2 separate regions of the Zea mays genome follow, and region 1 is linked to region 2. A link is a contact called in public Hi-C data. All regions are on one chromosome and are shown on one strand. The core of a region is the stretch at or near the end of the contact, and the rest is flanking DNA. Distances in the headings are between cores, read along the strand shown. Region 1 holds the start of LOC100383592. Region 2 holds the start of LOC100282329.

Evidence for each region. Hi-C and Micro-C count contacts between places; a contact is called where the count stands out from the background.
Region 1: a contact with region 2 is called in a Hi-C map of leaf, with 9 times the contacts expected there. The contact joins the promoter of LOC100383592 here to the promoter of LOC100282329 in region 2. A contact is called at or near these places in 3 of 25 Hi-C or Micro-C datasets (ear, leaf and tassel).

Annotation. Positions count from the first base shown.
Region 1 is chr7:2,807,249-2,812,819 of Zm-B73-REFERENCE-NAM-5.0, forward strand. LOC100383592 reads left to right here and starts at 4,133. Exons shown (of 2, transcript NM_001176240.1): 1 at 4,133-5,303. The coding sequence starts at 4,160. LOC103633651 (zinc finger protein CONSTANS-LIKE 4) reads left to right here. Exons shown (of 1, transcript XM_020541123.1): 1 at 1-629. The coding sequence ends at 629.
Region 2 is chr7:2,656,594-2,662,500 of Zm-B73-REFERENCE-NAM-5.0, forward strand. LOC100282329 reads right to left here and starts at 4,230. Exons shown (of 5, transcript NM_001371850.1): 1 at 3,959-4,230; 2 at 3,623-3,816; 3 at 3,090-3,498; 4 at 2,856-2,932; 5 at 2,201-2,734. The coding sequence starts at 4,163. The coding sequence ends at 2,510.

The sequences.
Region 1 (5,571 bases), core at 2,883-5,382, 150 kb after region 2:
ACTGCCGCACGGACGCGGCGTTCCTATGCGCCGGGTGCGACGCGCAGGCGCACGGCGCCGGGTCGCGCCACGCGCGGGTCTGGCTCTGCGAGGTTTGCGAGCACACGCCGACGGTGGTCACGTGCCGCGCGGACGCTGCCGCGCTCTGCGCCTCCTGCGACGCCGACATCCACTCGGCGAACCCGCTCGCGCGCCGCCACGAGCGCCTCCACGTGGCGCCCTTCTTCGGCGCGCTTGCCGATGCGCCCAAGCCCTTCGCCTCGGCGGCATCGCCCAAAGCAACTGACGACGACGGGAGCAACGAGGACGAGGCGGCGTCGTGGCTCCTCCCCGAGCCCGACCACGGGCAGAAAGAAGGCGCCACGACAGAGGTGTTCTTCGCAGACTCCGACCCGTACCTCGACCTCGACTTCGCGCGTTCCATGGACGACATCAAGACCATCGGCTTCCAGCAGAGCAGGCCACCAGAGCTCGACCTCGCCGGCACCAAGCTCTTCTACTCCGCTGGCTGGCAGGACGCGCTGCGGGAGGAGGTAGAGCGTGGGCTCAGTCTGGCACGGGCCACTAAATGGGTCGTGCTATTTGGGCCGGCTCGGCACGGTCGGGTCTACACCGTGTCGTGCTCGTGAAGAGGTTTAGGCCCGTCGGACGGCACGACACAGTTAAGTGGTCGGGCCTAACCGTGTCGGGCTCAAACAGGCCGGGTCGAGTCGGGCTCGTGCTAGGCCGGGCCGGGCCACCCGTTTGGACATCTATTCATCCCCCACATCACCGTCTTTCTGGATAAACAGTAGCCTGGCCTCGATCCCGTAGACGGCGACGACCGTTTTCCTGAACGATTCTGTGGTGCAGCTTCTTGCCGGCGAGAAGGTGCCGGTTGAGAGGGTGAAAGGGCATGGGCATGCGGCGACGTCGTCGTGGCGTCCCGCCGCCAAGCTCAGCCAGCCTCACGAACTCGCCAGCGCCATCTCGGCATGGGCATGCTGGCAGGAGAACTGGCAGAATGGCGTGAGCTCGGCCAGGTGTGGGAGGTGGCCCAAAGTTGCGAGGCTGGCTCGGCGGAGATCCTCACGAACGTTTGCGGTTACGGGAAACATTTCTCCACATCCCCATTCTCCGCGGGGATAAACCTTTAACGTGGATCTCCATCCTCGTTTAAATTATAATTAAGGCATACATTCTTCGTTATTAATGTTAAACATTGTCACTTATATCATTATGCATACATCAAAATGAACATATTTGTGCAATTAGTGGTATATTGACAAGTTAATTATTTATTTTTGTCATTAACTAGTACACAGAACATGGTCACATGCAAGTTTAACGGGTCCCCGTAGGGAACGGGGACGGGGACGGGAAATGCTTCCCCATCCTCATCCCCTAATGGAGGAGTTTCCCGTGGGTAATCGGGGATCGGGTCACCATTGCTATCTCTAGTGAAGGTCGCCCTATGGGCTCAACGTGTGTGAGCCAAGGTGACTAGGTCGGGCGGGCCAACTTGCTGGACGATCTAAGGAGGGGGTCTGTGCTTACCTATAACTGTACTCGTGAAATGAAATTATATCCAATAACCCGTACCAGCTCACCGATATAAAATTGTACTCATATCCATACTCGTATGGGTAAAAAAACCCATCGGGTAACCCATACCCGATTATATACCCGCTAAACACATTTTAAATATCATAAATCTAATGAATATACGACATATTTGAAATTATAAATCATCAAATGTAAGTAAATAAAAGAAGGAAAAATAATGAATAATGTAGAAACATGCACAGTGATCATATTTTTAGCAAATATATATTTATATGCACTTAATTGAGTATATTATATATGGTTGAGGTTGGTATAAGTTACCTATGGCACGTGAATATGGGTTGTACATACCAATACCTGCACCTGTCTATCTGATGGGTACAATACTGTGCCCATTAGCGTACCCACGGGTAAAAAAAAATCATCCTTACATGTCCTTATATTAGGTAAACCCCCGTGTATATGGTTTTGGGTACCCATTATCATCTCTACATTGGACCATACGGGACCTTTAGCCTATATAAATAGGAATCAATTTCAATTTTTACAAGACTATATTTGAAGCGAGTTTAGCAATAGATTGGATATAATAGATTAGATTAATCTATAACTTTTAGAGATTTCGAGAGAGAACTCTCAATTTCTTTAAGCGAGCACTTTTGTATATATAATCTTCATAATTAAAGAAATGATTGTGCAAGATTAGTGTGATAATTTCGTTCTCCCTTTGTTCATTAATTGCATGTTTTATTTTTAGATTTATTTATTAATTTTCAATTGTTATTGTTGATTTGAATCATCTAGATCGTTGCTAGCTAGGGTATCAAGTTAGTGACCTATAAAGTTTGGAATATTAATCTTTCACAGTACCAGTTTAGTTACGAAATTAAAGCTTGGTTAATTTATGTCATATTCTATACCAGTAGTAATGTTTCGTTAATATCTTTGGATCCAAGAGTTTGATTGTGGTAATTCTAGTTGGACTAATTGCATAATTTTATCCAGATGAATCTTTTAAAATTTGAAGTCGACCCCCGAGTTCCGGATTTTGGTCAATGTAGTTTTTACTAATGAAACATAGGTCTATCCAGATTTAGAAAATGGTTAGATTGGTCTGGTAATTACTAATTAGGAGAGGAGATGATTATTTTTAAGCTTCCACAATCCTTCAACCCCTCTCATTACCAATCCTTAGTTTACCATGCCACACTTTTCTTTCTCTCTTTCCTTAGTGTCATAAAAAAGCAATGCGGCACTGTTAAAAATATTAAAGATAAAACACGTTGCAACGATCTCCCTAGTTATATTTTGATAGCTCATTTATTTTGTATTATATTGCTATTATAAAGCTATGGTCATTGGACTGTACATCTGATTTCAGAGCATGCACTGAACACCTTATTATGTGTTGTGAAACATGATGAAAACTTTAACAGCCTCCTGAACATTGGCATCAAATATTAATTAGGTTATGTTCCCAGAAATGCACAATAGCATCGATGGATCTGCCTGAATTATGCTAACATCTGAACTACGAATGCCAAACGTGTGGTCTGTAATGTAACTCAGTACATTCTTGTCAACCCTTGGTACTTTTCAGTCAAAACCCAAGAAACACGACTGAAACAGTTGAAGGTTTCATGTATTTTTTTTTTTTGCATTCTTTCCATTCAAAACCTCGGATTCTTGAAGTGCTACAAAAAAGGTGCATACTCTGCTCTGAAACCATCGGAATCCAATTACAACCAGAATCAAATTGCAAGGAATGTGGAGAACCTATCTTCTATCCAGTGCAGCTTCAGATTCCAAGGAGGAAGGGAAGGAGGGGTTTTAATTTGCTCAAAAGCTTGGTGTTCGTTCCACTTCTGAATCTCCCTCGCATCTCTGAATGTGCTGCATCCTACGACCGCCTTGGATTTGGTTAGGGTTCACCTCGGGACACGACCAGCTTGGATTTGGTTATGGTCAGTGGTCACGACCGGCTGCTCTGCATGGTGGTGAAGTGGAAGCCGCAACGGGGGCAGCGCACCTGGTCGGGCGTCGGATTGCTTACCGTCGACGCTGCTTCAGAGCTCTCGGCGCCCGCGCCCGCCGCCCTCATCTTCTTGCGTGCTGGCGACCATGTCAACAAGTCCTCATTGTCCACCTCCACTGGGTTCCCCTTGTGGCCGAGCGGCGGCGCGGTCGTGGTCGTGGTCGCGCCGGATACCTTGTCGTCGCCCGCCACCATGCTGTTGAGAAGGGGCGGCTCTATCGTCCCTGTAGCCGTGGCTCCGCCGTCCGAGTTCTTGGCTTTGGAATAGTCGTGGCCTATCGGCTGGCTCTTCCCGCACGAAAACGTCTTTTCCGCGCACGGTTGGCGTGGTGCGACGAAGGCGTCGTGCGGTGAGTTTATATATATGTTCCGCGTACGCCACGCGCAGACCGGATGGGCCTCCGACAGTCCGAGGTCGGGAAGGGCCCGGATTCTCTCGCTTTCCATGTTTTACTATTAGGCCTGTTCAGGGCTGGCCTCACTGTGAAGTCCACTAGAATTTAGCAGGCCTGAATCTTTTTACCTCATTTTTTTTTCTGTTCTCTGCCCCAAACGCACAAGCCCTAGCCGCCGACCACCATGGCGGCGGCGCCACCTCCGGACCCGACGGTTCTAATTGAAGACCTCGTCGAGGAGTTCCTCCTCCGCATTCCCCCGGATGACCCCGCCAGCCTCGCTCGTGCCGCCCTCGTCAGTAGGCACTGGCACCGCGTCATCACCGGCCCCGTCTTCCGCCGTAGATTCCGTGAGTTCCACCGCTCGCCACCTTTGCAGGGCTACATCTCCAACATCCACAATTCCATCCACTTCGTCCCTATATCGTCGTTCCGCCCGCGCCATGCTGACCTCGACGACGTGATAGCGATCCACTCAAGCCCTGGTCGCGTCCTTCTCTGTCGCCGCCCCGGGAAGGGTCTGGATGTCTTCCCCGGGAAGGGTCTGGATGTCTTCCTCTCCGTGTGGGATCCCATCACCGATGAGCTGCGGGATTTGCCCGCGCTGCCGCTGCCGGTGGTCCCAGGCCCGTGCACATGTAACTGGGACGCGGCCGTCATCTGCGCCGTAGGCGAGGGCTGCAACCATATCCATTGCGGCTTCAAGGTCGTCTGCGTAGGAACTTCTCAAAGGAGGGACTTCTCCTGTGTCTATTCACCCGAGGCTGGTAGCTGCTGGAGTGATCTCATCTTTGCTGCTTCAGGGGAACACACCAACTCCTTTGAGACGGGGACCTGTGTCCACGCTGGGAGCTCCCTCTACTTCCTGAGTCGATTCAACCATGAAATCGTCAAATATGACTTGCTGACGGATCGAATGTCTACCATTTGCTTCAGAGTAGAACCTGACGCCCAAATTAACGGCATGGCCACTGTGCTTATTGCCACAGAGGACGGCAGGCTAGGAGTTGCCAAAACAAGCAATTCAACGCTTGGTTGTTCAACACTTCACCTGTGGATAAGGGACCATGAAAGATGGGAAGAAAGAAGGCCCATTGAGCTTCGTATGCTGCTCCCAGATGATGCCCTACGCGATCCTCAATTCCCGCCTGAATTTTTTCCAGACAAGCCTTGGCTGGCTGGCTTTGCAGGGACAGGAGCTGGTGTCATTTTCTTTAAGACACGTCTTGGGTATTTTGCTGTTGATCTGAATTCAGGGAGGAGCAAGAACATAGGCGGGTGCTTAGGTTGGGGTTGCATTATTCCCTATGTGAGCTTCTGCATTCCAGGTACCCTGGCACCCTGCTTTCACTCTGTATTTTGCTCATTTGCACTTGCACAATAAGTAGTAGTTCAGCTGTGTATGGGCTCAGCAACATTGTGTAATACTTTTTTATTGGTATTTGGTATCATGAACCAGATTACTCCTACCTATATATTACCTACATAAAAGGTTAGGTTCTCACGTATTCTACGGTGCAAACATTAGTCTCATCATGCCAACCTTTAATTATACATGTTCCTCAACCATCTCTTGTATACTAATTTCACATGATA
Region 2 (5,907 bases), core at 2,980-5,479:
TATACGGCGCGCTGCAAGCTATAGGTAGGGATTACCCTTTTTCTTTTACCTTTTTACTGGTTTTATGATATGGCAAGGAAGCGTGAAGGAGCATCATCATTGTCGCTACTGTTAGTATTAATTAACCTTGTGTTTTCAACCAAATAAATAAAGTACTGTGGTTGCAGAATCGTGGAATGTCGACTCAAACCGTTATGTACGTACATACTACTTGCTCGGCCCAATCTGTAAACACTTCACCTAAATGGGCCAACAAACTGTGGACCAGGCTCTCACGGCCCTGTCAACAAATAATACGCTGCTCCGAGGCTACGACAAGTCCCATCCCTTTTCGTCCTAAATTACTATTCGTTTTTAGCTTTTAGTTTTTATGTCTATATTCGAGTAGATAATAATGAATATAGATTATATGGATCCAATAAAAAGCTAAAACAAATTTTAATTTGGTACATAAAGAGTAAGTTGTTGTAGTTGATTTTAGCTAGATTAAATTAACTAACAACTAATAGCTATTTGAGAGATGTAACCTGCAATTAGCTAATCTATTAGCGGATCCGTTCTCTCTTAGCTAGTTTTATCTGTTAATTATTAGTTTTAGAGGTTTGAAAATATGGTCTAAATCTACTAGAAAGTGCAGACTAGTCTTATGTTACAAAGCTTTAATCATCTTTTTTTTATATATCCACGTCGGGCTGAGGTCGCCGGCGGGGTCGGCCCGGCCGAGAGTGAGAATTCCAAATGTATCATATAATACGCCCTAGTTTCTCAAGCAGAATCAACGAGGATATCCTCATATCCCCTCCATTCTTCCCTCATAGTATTTATCTACACAACAACAACAACAACAACAACAAAAAACACACACAAAGAAAAGAAAGTGACCACCACACCAGACGGAATATGATATTCCGATTCCGATTCTTCTGGCCTGAACATTGCGTTGTCCGGTTGCGCACACCAGTACCACCCTCTCCGTCGAGAGCGACAGGCAGGCCGCCGATGCATCGACGGCGGCGAATATTCAGAGCTCGCGGCCCCGCCTCGTTCGTCCGTCCATCCATCCACCCAAGGACGATTCCAAAAGTCTTCGTCTCTGTCGCTGTGCACTGCCGCCTTTCCTCCGCCTGCGAGTAATTAAAGAACAAGAGGGGGGATTTCACGGGGATCCGTCCTCTGATCTGGGTGCGTCTTTGGTCCGCCATGCAGGGAGGGGACCGGCACGTTCGTACGGTCCAGCGACAGCGACAGCGACGGCGAGCTCGAGTTGGAATCCTGCCAAGAAACTGTTTCGCATTGTCAGCACTCAGCAGCGAGCTAGTAGTATTAACAATGCTGATCAAGGACCGGTGAGACGCTAACGAATGGACCGAGCCAGTGACTGACGGAGGAGGAAGAAGAGAAATGCCTCGAGATTATCCTCCCCCGGCTTATGTATACAAGCATTACTCTCTGACCGGCAGCGACAGGGATGGCATGGCTTCCGTGCTCGTGCTCCGTCAGCTCAGAGCCCAGATAATTCCTTTTTCTTCTTCTGTATATCTATATTATCTCTGTAAAAAAGAAGAGAAACCGGCTTCTGTTGCTTTATCCAAACACTACTGGTAGACGGTACAGTAGAGAGCTAGAGATTTTTTTTTACGTGCTGTTGATGATGGTGAACAGCAGAGGAGCAGGAGCAACCCTCTTGGTTGGTTGTTCAATGGTGGAATCGGGTTCTTTTCTTATTGAGATCTCTTTCTTCTTTGCTGCTCTTTCAGTTAGATAGACCTGAACGATACGTGCAGATGCTAATTAGGAAGTGTTTGAATGTATTAAAGCTAATAGTTAGTTAGCTAAAAATTACTTATAAAATTAGCGAGCTAACAAATAGCTAGTTAACTATTAAATAATTTAATAAAAATAGCTGGTAATTAAACTAATAGTTAGAATGTTTAAATGTCTTAAACTAATTTTAGCCACTAAATATTATCTCTAGTTCATTCAAAAAAACCTCTTACCAACCACATTACAGCCTGAGTAGCATGTACTCCTGCAACGATTCAACTTTTCAACCGGACTGTTCGTTCCGAGACGAACAGCGGAAGCAACATTTTGTTCAACGGCAACAAGAAGGCGAAGATGGTAATCGTCTAATCGACAACAACGGGTATGGGTGAACTCTCTCGGGGCGAAAACTGTAGCTCTGCCCCCAGAGCATGGATTAACAAGCCGCAAAACTGTAGCTAGTATCTCTTTCTCTTTGGGATGTACAAACCCGACGACGAAGCACCATCAGTTCTGATCTCGAGCGCTCAAGGCCCGCTCTCATCTCATCCCATCTCACTGTATGTATGTATGTATGTGTACAGACAGCTACACTACACTCAATTCCCCTCCCGATTCCTGAAGCTGCAACTGGTGGCCTCCGCCATGGCCCATGGCGATCCCCACCATGCCAAGAAACCTCCCTCCCCTCTCTAAACAGTGAACACACATTGGTGGCGCAGCAGCAGCAGCAGCAGCCTCTTCATCATTTCCAGCCATAGCTCTCGGACCGGCCGTCTTCCTCCTCGCAGCTGGCGGTGGCGGCGGACGAGACGGCGGCCACCGAGGTGGACAGGTGGTGGAGGGGGCCGTGGGGAGATCCAGACTGAGGGCTGCCTTGCTCCTGGGGAATCCACAGCCCTCCCACGAGCACGATCGGCTGGCGCACCACGCCGGATCCAGGCGCCCTGCGGTTGTGCAGCCGGTATTTCTGAATAAACATCGGAATTAGAGAATCCATTTCAGCAACCATCAAAACAACAGATATTCGTGACTTCCTGAGATGGATGAATGGAATGCCAAGTGGACTGAGCTGCTGCTGGATCGCTAACCTGAAGATGGCTTTTCACTTCGTCGTTTGTCAGCCCATCCACCTTCATCAGCTCCCTGATTTGCTTCGGCGTGGCAACTGCAGGCATGGCGTAGCATGAATGAACTCAATGTTTCTTTCTAATATAATATGGAAGGCAGCTAGCAACTAGGTAAGATTGGACGTGTGTGTTGGTGGCCCAAAACTGGCAAGAAATTCTGGTGAACTGGCATCCGAAGAACAAGGCAAGGCTCACCTTGGGGGCCACCGAGCTGATCCAAGGCGGCGACGAACTTGCGATGCAGCTCCGTCGACCAGCAACGCCGAGCCTTCCTTGCCTGCTGCTGCTGCTGCTGCTGCTGCTGCGACTGGAGCCCAAGCGCAGGGGCAGACGGCGCCATGGCAGCCGCCCTGGCCGCAGCTTGCGCAAATCCCACAACCTGGCGACGGCTCTCCTCGGCGCCGGCGTCCGCAGGAGGCATGGTCGCCGGCGGCGACAGCAAGGACGACAGATCCGGCACCCCGACGCGCGCAGCCGCAGCCTTGTCGTCCGTTCTCAAGAAGAGCGGCGCGAACGCCGGCGCGCCAGAGCCCACATCAGCCTTGAACGGTAAGAGAGCGCCGCGGGACCTGGCCTCCGGCGAGCACCGCCCCTTGTCTTGCTTCTGCGATCGCAAAGCTCCAAAACTTTTAGGCCCACCGACGAATCGAGCACCCGACAGCACCCCCACAGATCCTGTGCTGACTGAGCATTCAAGCAGCTGCACCAGCGATCGAATCGTGCCGTACCTCTGATTCCGCGTCCTCCCGCCCGGAATCGCCCGTCCAGAGCTGCGCCGTGCTCATCCACTTGCTCTTGTCCGCGGTGGCGCCGTCCGCCTCCTCCTCCTCATCATCAGCTGCCGCAGACGCCAGCCTGCGATCACTCCTCCTCCTCGTCGTCGTCTTCTTCTTCCCCGCCTCCTCCTTCATGACATCAATTACTGCGCACACGCCACCGCATCGCCGCATAAAAAAAACCGCTCCCCAAAATGGAAAGAAGCAGAAGGTATCCCAAATGAATCACAGGTGGGAAAAATAAAAAAGAGAGAGACAGAAGAGAGGAGAAGAGGTAGGTGCGCTCACCGTCGGCGAGGAGGCGCGCGCAGAGCGGGAGGTCCCGCTTGAACATCTCGATCTTACCCCGCTCCTCCTCGAGGCGGCGGATGCATGCGTCCATGTCCGGCGCCGGCGTGTCGTCCTTGCTCTGCCTCACGGCCTTGGAGGCGAAGTGCCTCAGATCCAGGCTCAAATCGGCGCCCATCCCGATCTCCATGACGTCGAGCCCCATCGTCGCGATGAATCCGTCGACGGTGGTGTCCTGTGTGCCCGAAGGAAGAAGTGCGCGGGCGGCGGATGGGAACGGAGGGAGGCCGCGGAAGGTGAGCTCCATTTATAGGGGAGCCGAGCAGGCGAGGAAAAAAACTGGAGATGGAGTGGTAGAATCTCCGAATCAACAACGACGAGTTTTCACGTCCGAAAGAATATTTTGTAATAAAGCCCCTATATTTGCAGTCTATTGTAAAATTAGTGCTATGCCTACTAGCATAATAACAAAAACGTTTGGCTAATATTTGGTAAAAATATCTCAATGCATCCTACAGCCCATTGCTGGTTTTCGGTCTCGCTTTCACTTGAAAAATCGCGTGAACGATTGTTTCTCTTTTAGTCGTAATAAAAGCATACGACAAAGCTTTTGCCCATCGTTCTAGAGGAAACAACTTAATATGAATCTAATATATTATTTGTCACAGAGGAAGCACTTTATTTTTGTAGGATAATTTCAAATTAGTACTATATTTGCTCATATACGTAACAATGGTCGGCCAAGATTTCGTATATCCTGGCTGAACTTCGGGTTCATTTTCAAATCAAAACCAGGATTAAGCTTGTTTTTTTTACTCCTAATAAAAACCCACGACGAAGCTTCTTTCACTATTTTAGATTTTTTCCCAGATTTAGTACATTATCTGTTGTAAGGGAAAACCGTTTGTGTTTGTAGAACTTTTTTAGTTTAGGAGTATACTTCCTATTATAATTTATAATAAAGGTTTTGATAACTTTTCATAGACGGGACGTACTGATTTTTGGGCTCAATTTCATCACAAAACCTAGATCAAGCCTGATTCTTTTATTACTTCTAATAAAAATCTACAGCGAGCCTTTTTGTCGTTATTCCGTGGAAAAAACTTTTACAACTAGTACACTTTGTTTTTTAAGAAAACTCCTTTGTGTGTATGATATATATAATAATTTAGTACTAAATTGATCTTTTTAATAAAGGTTTAGTTGGTGTTTCAGAAATAAAATATAATGATGCATTAACCGATTTTTAGGTTTAGTTTCATCTCAAAACCTAAACCAAACTTGGTTCTAATTACTCCTAATAAAAACCTAGAACAAAGCTTCTATTGTCGTTTTGGAAAACCAAACTTTTATAAATTTAGTACATTATATGTCATATAGGAAAACCCTATGTTTCTAGGATATAGTAAATCTAGTACTATATTTTCTCTTGTAACAGAGGTTCAGCTAACATTATATAAACAAGTCCAATTCATAGTCTTTTGCACAATAATAATAAAAGGTCTGGTTGACATTTGATAAATTAGTCCAATACATCTAGTCCATTAGTGAGTTTTTTAGGCTTAGTTTCACCTAAGAAACTAGGTCATCTATTGTTTCTCTTTTAGTTATAATAAAAGCATACGACAAAACTTTTGTCGTTTTTTTTCTAAAAGAAACAACATATTATGAATTTAGTACTTGTCATAGAGGAAGTTCCTTTGTTTTTTAGGACAATTTTAATTTTGTACTATATTTGATCATTTATGTAACAATGGTTGTCTAATATTTTGCAAGCAAGTTTCATGAAGTTACGGCTGGATTTCGGGCTCAGTTTCATCTCAAAACCTGGATCAAGCTCGGTTCTTTTTACCCCTATTAAAAACCTACAACGAAGCATCTGTCACTATTTTAGAAAGAAGTCTTTTATAGATTTAGTACACTATTTGTAAAGGAAGACCCCTTGTGTT